2 separate regions of the Hordeum vulgare genome follow, and region 2 is linked to region 1. Evidence: chromatin contacts called from public Hi-C data. All regions are on one chromosome and are shown on one strand. Each heading gives the region's core, a stretch centred on a gene start, on an enhancer-like site or on the middle of the called end of the contact. The rest is flanking DNA. Distances are from core to core; before and after follow the strand shown. Region 1 has its middle 220 kb from the start of LOC123425836. Region 2 holds the start of LOC123425838.

Evidence for each region. A called contact is a pair of places that touch in the nucleus more often than the background predicts.
Region 2: a Hi-C map of leaf shows a contact between it and region 1, with 9 times the contacts expected there. The contact joins the promoter of LOC123425838 here to the enhancer-like site in region 1. A contact is called at or near these places in 2 of 6 Hi-C or Micro-C datasets (both in leaf) and 1 of 1 datasets of contacts at active chromatin or transcription factors (embryo).

Annotation. Positions count from the first base shown.
Region 1 is chr2H:201,642,031-201,644,730 of MorexV3_pseudomolecules_assembly, reverse strand. No RefSeq gene overlaps it. Among protein-coding and RNA genes, the nearest start is that of LOC123425836, 220 kb to the right of the region's middle. Within about 2 kb of position 1,285, at least 3 of the 3 cell types and tissues checked have open chromatin away from gene starts, as enhancers often do. A contact at or near this core is called in leaf, where this site is marked.
Region 2 is chr2H:201,883,964-201,886,663 of MorexV3_pseudomolecules_assembly, reverse strand. It overlaps LOC123425838, which reads right to left and starts at 1,274. Exons shown (of 5, transcript XM_045109581.1): 1 at 867-1,274; 2 at 511-657; 3 at 315-390; 4 at 1-168. The coding sequence starts at 893.

The sequences.
Region 1 (2,700 bases), core at 36-2,535:
CATGAGTGCATTTGTTGAGGAGTAATGCCCTAGTCTTAAGCAACACCCTGTCATTCTTCTTTTTTATTAATGAGATGAGGCAAATCTTTTTTTTTGTTTTGATTTTCTATTTAAGAGAGAGACACATGTGTATCTATTGTTCTGTCGCAAGCGTTTGATTATTAGGCTCACTATAGTGTCTAATCAATGCCAGGTCACACTGCTTATGGGACACCCTGCATGATTGACGATGTATCAGATGGGTGACATGCTATGCTGAGATGGTGTGGAATCACACCAAATTCAGAAACTTCCTCTCAATATCCAGAGCGCAAGAATGTGCAGACATGCGACTGACTTGCTGGGTACACGATGATGTGATCATATACGCATTATGCGTTATTCGTATGCAGCCTAGCTAGACCGATCATAGCTAGACAGATGGCCTGTGATGCGGCACTCATCACGGCGCGGGCTCAAGGCAAAGGAAAGGGATCATGGGCGTGTGCTTTACAACTGTGGTCTCCAAGAACAGAAGGGACAGCACAAGAGCTCAATCGCCGCATATCCCCGCGTTATCCCGACGATAAAAGTAGTCTGAGATCGATCTAGTGAGGAGTTGTGATTCCACGCAAGAGCGCAGCGCATTAGAATAGTCAGCTGTGCCATGTTCTCGTCTTGGGGCCGAGTGGGCGGCGCACATGCATGCGCCACGGGACGGCAGCGAGGAGCAATCGCGCATGCTAGCTAGCGGCTGGGTGGGGGAGACTTCTCTCCTTCCTGCTGGCCTCTCGTCCCCGTTGCTGGTTGGTTCCTCCGTTTCACGTGCCATTTTTTTGCTAGTCTTCTGATCGATCGATCACGCCCACGCGTCATGTGCAGCTAAACAACACGAACTCTCGGTTACGATTGCTACTACTTCCATTCCATGTGCTAAACAGGGAAGGGAGAATGGTAGCGTGAGACGAGAATGGGCGGCCACGAGGTGGCAGAAAAGGGCATAGGCAATTCGACCGGCCAGAAAGGTTCAGAGAATCTGCAATTGAAGGTCTGCCGATAAACCATTGCCAACCAGGAGCTTTTTCGTCTTTCCTGCCGCACCACGATAAATAATAACTAGTGCTAGCGATCGATGTGCACGAGAAGAGGGCTCACGGCGTCCCCCTTTTTTTGTGCTGTCTTCATCATACGGGAAAAGCTCAAAAGGAGCTTTCACGCAAGTGGTCGTTTCAACATGCACAACCCATGGATCGTGGAGGCCGGCCTAGAGCACTTGCCCGTCTACCATGTGGTGCATGGAGATGGAATGGATCCCATATCAACATCTTGTGGAATGCTTCACTAGCCTAGTACTAATGGCTGCTAGCTAGCAGGAGTACTTATTGTCTTCTGTTGCCATCTGACTAGGACTCGGTTTGACATGAAACATCATAGGTTTCACGGTTTAGTGGCGTATGACAAGAGAAGAAAAGAACAGCTCAGACAACCGAGACAGAGTGCCAAGTGGGTCGTGGTGCGTGCATGACTACTTTAAATGATAATTAGAGCCCTCATGCTCCAACTACACTACCCTTTGTTCACCCACAAAAGAACTAGCACTAAAGAGAGCTTGTCTAAACTTGGTTATCAACTTTTTTATGTACACGTGGTTTAAAAAAATTCACTCTCAAAATCTTCCGGTTTCTAACAAAATGTCAATATTCTCTCTCCTATATTCTCTAATGGTTGTTAGGTTGATCTCTTGCCCAATGGGCCCAACGGTCCATTGGACCTTGACTCACGTCCTGATCGGGGGCGTCCAGCCCAAGCAAGGCTGGTGGGCCCCTGTCGCGCAGTGCTATATGTAGAGGTGGTGGGGACCATGGCACGGGTTACGAGGTTCACCGCCGCCGCTACCACATCTCCCTGCTTCCCACCGTCTCCTCTACATCAAGATGGACGAAGAGAGGAAGCTCATCGAGGTCACAACAAGGTAACAAACCACTACTCTCACCGAACACATCTAGCCTTGTCGATCCACGGGATCTATCAATGGTATCATGAGCCACGAGGCTTTAGATGAGTTTCGGTTGAAACATGTACAAGAAAAGATTTCCCCTCCCTGATATGAACCCTAGATGGGCAAAGAAACCGAAGATGGCCACGGGCCTCATCGGCAAAGTAGCGCCGCCTCGGCCGCGCATGTTCCTCTCGATCCCCACACGCATCGGCAAACCGAGGTGTGGGGAAGAAGAACCAACCTCCTTGGAGGCAAAGTATGGATCTTATTATATCCAAAAGGAAAACAAATAAAGGAATCGGATTGAATCTGAAAAAGAAAAGCAAATGCAAAGAAGAAGAAGAACAAACCTCTTCGGAGGCAAAGGAAAATCGGATTGATCCGACAAAGAAAAAAAAATGCAAACAAGAAAAATGCATATGGATCCCTACAGGGGCAAAGAGCACCACCACCGATCCATTCGACGGCGGCGCGCTCACCGCAAGGGGAACGCGCGACCGGCGAAGGGGTCGGCAGGGGTGCAGCAGCTCCGCCCATCTAAGTGTCATCGGGCGCTGTAAGGGGCAAAGGCAAAGGCGCCACGGCGCAACAGAACATCGAAGGGGCCGCAGCCGACCGCTCGACGGCGGCGCACCAACCGCAAGGTGTGTGCGCAGCCGGCGAGGGGAAGGCCACGACCCCGGCATGGAACCGCCACGGGAAGGGGGTTGGAGAGCAAGCCA
Region 2 (2,700 bases), core at 25-2,524, 240 kb before region 1:
ACTTCCCTCCTGGCGTGCCGGCGCCCCCCGGCGTGTTCACGAGCCGGAGCCCGTTGAGCATCTCGTCGGCGGCCGCTACGTGGACGAAGAGCGGGGACAGCGGGGGCCGCTCGCCCGTCCCCACCCCGCCTCCTGCGCACACAAACGGATCAAACCCAACGTCAGCGCCTGCTAACAAGCCACCAGTCCCGTCAGTGTCAATGGTCACTACTAGCCTCACTTAAGCTACAAGGCGTCGTAGTTTTGAGAAGAAAAACGGAATTTTGGCCGTCATTGAGAAGGAAGATTATCGACTGGGGCAGGCGCAGGCTAACCTGTGGTGCCAGTGGCGGCGTCGCCGTCGGCCTGCTTCCTTTCTGACCCCTTCCTCGACAGCGACCTCACCACCCTCTGTTTCGTTCACGGCACAATTAAGATAGAGATGGTGTCAGACTCTTAAAGCACGACGGCATAAAGAAATCTGGACGCGCATATCGCCGTCGTCCGCCGGCCAGCCTCGAGCAGACTTACAGGCGTCCTCGGGGTAGAGGCCGGCGGCGCCGCCGGCCTCGTTTCCGGGCCGTCGCCGGCCAGCGACGAGAGGGCGGCGACGTCGAGGGCGATGAACCCACCGGTCGCGGCGCCGTGGCTGGCGTCCGAGCTCGACTGTGCAGGAACCTAAAAGGGGAACACAAGTGTTATTGTCCGGCAAGAACCTATCTACCGGCGATGAAACCGAAGCTCTTCAATCAAATCAAACAAAGAGAAATTCACAGCACAGCCTAAAAGGGGCAAGCGGTTCCATGCGTCGTCGCCGTGGAAGATCCAAATCGCTTCCAGTTGGCCGGCCGATTGACGGGCAGAAGATTGGACGGGAAGAGACTTACGGGATGGCTGGAGGTGGCGTCCCCCATGCCTTGGGTGACGTTCGGCGTGTGCGCAGCTGCCTCCCGCGGTATGTCTTCCCTTTTGTTGTATCTGGGTGAGTTATGGTTGTCCCTTGGGAAGGCGGAGAATTTAATGGCGGAATACTACAAAAACGAGGAACCGGAGGGAAAGGACCGTCACTTTGCTCTTTTTGTTGGGGGCCAAAAGATTAGATTCTCTCTCTCTCTGCCCGCGAGCATGGAGAGAAGAAGATGTTCACAGTACAGCTTCTCTTCTCTTATATATACTGCTGGATTTTTTTTGGGCACCCACGGACGGAATTGTTTAGAAATTGCACTTTACACTAGTACTCCTATATCTCTTGTTGGGGTCCATCAATGTCTCAATAGATTGGTAAGGTTTTATTAGGTTCTGGTCGGTTTATAAAATTTACAATCGATTAGTGAAAGTGCAATTTTGATCTACTGGAAAATTCAACATGTTTGTCTTTCTTTCTTTCTAAAACTCTTGTGTTGTGAGAAAAAAAAACTAACACACCCCTGGCCCAATAAACATGACCCAAACACAGATAGGTCCACGTTCTTTATTTTAACCTCACAAGTGTCTACACAATCACAACACATTTGAACGTGTCAATTTTAATGTGTGTCTCTCTCTCTCTCGGCATAAGATCAGGAAATTGCTTTCTTTGTCCCTTGCAAGGTTTGTCATCGCATGTGTGGTTAGGGATGGTTTGTTTCGTCTCCAATTTAATGATGTGATGGACAAGACTCAAACTATAAACGTAGCATATGATCGTGTCAGTTCATTGCTACTGTTTTCTGCATATCAATGTATCTGTTCCTATGACCATGAGATCATGCAACTCCCGAACACCGGAGGAATACCTTGTGTGTATCAAACGTTGCAACATTACTGGGTGACTATAAGGTGCTCTACAGGTATGTCTGAAGGTGTCTGTTGGGTTTTCGTGGATAAAGACTGGGATTTGTCACTCCGTGTGACGGAGAGGTATCTCGGGGCTCACTCGGTAATACAACATCACAACAACCCTTGCAAGCAATGTGACTAAGGAGTTAGTCACGTGATCTTGTATTACGGAACGAGCAAAGAGACTTGCCGGTAACGAGATTAAACTAGGTATAGAGATATCGACGATCGAATCTCGGGCAAGTAACATACCGAAGGACAAAGGGAACAACATACGGGATTAACTGAATCCTCGACATAGAGGTTCAACCGATAGAGATCTTCGTAGAATGTGTAGGAGCCAATATGGGCATCTAGGTCTCGTTATTGGTTATTGACCGGGGAGTGACTCACGTCATGTCTACATAGTTCTCAAACCCGCAGGGTCTGCACACTTAAGGTTCGATGACGTTTCAGTATAGTTGAGTTATAGGTGCTGGTGACCGAAGGTTGTTCAAAATCTTGGATGAGATCCTGGACGTCACGAGGAGCTCCGAAATGGCCCGGAGGTAAAGATTGATATATAGAAAGTCCTGTTTTAGTCACCGAAAAAGTTTCGGGCTCATCGGTAGTGTACCGGGAGTGTCGGGAGGGTGTCGAGGGACCACGGGGAGGGGTGTGACGACCCAAGAGCCTTATGAGTTGTGAGAGGAGGTGGACCAACCCCTGCTGGGCTGGCCGAAGCCTCTCTCAAAATTCCAACCAGCTAGGAGTGGAGATAAAAGGCAAAAGTCCTTTAAAAGGAAAGGAAGGAGGAGTCCGTTGAAAGTAGTCTGCCTCCGTTGTGGGAAGGTGGACTCTTCCTTGTAGGGTTCGGCCGACCCCTTCTCCTTGGAGTAGGGGCCAAGGCTGCCTCCTATCCCA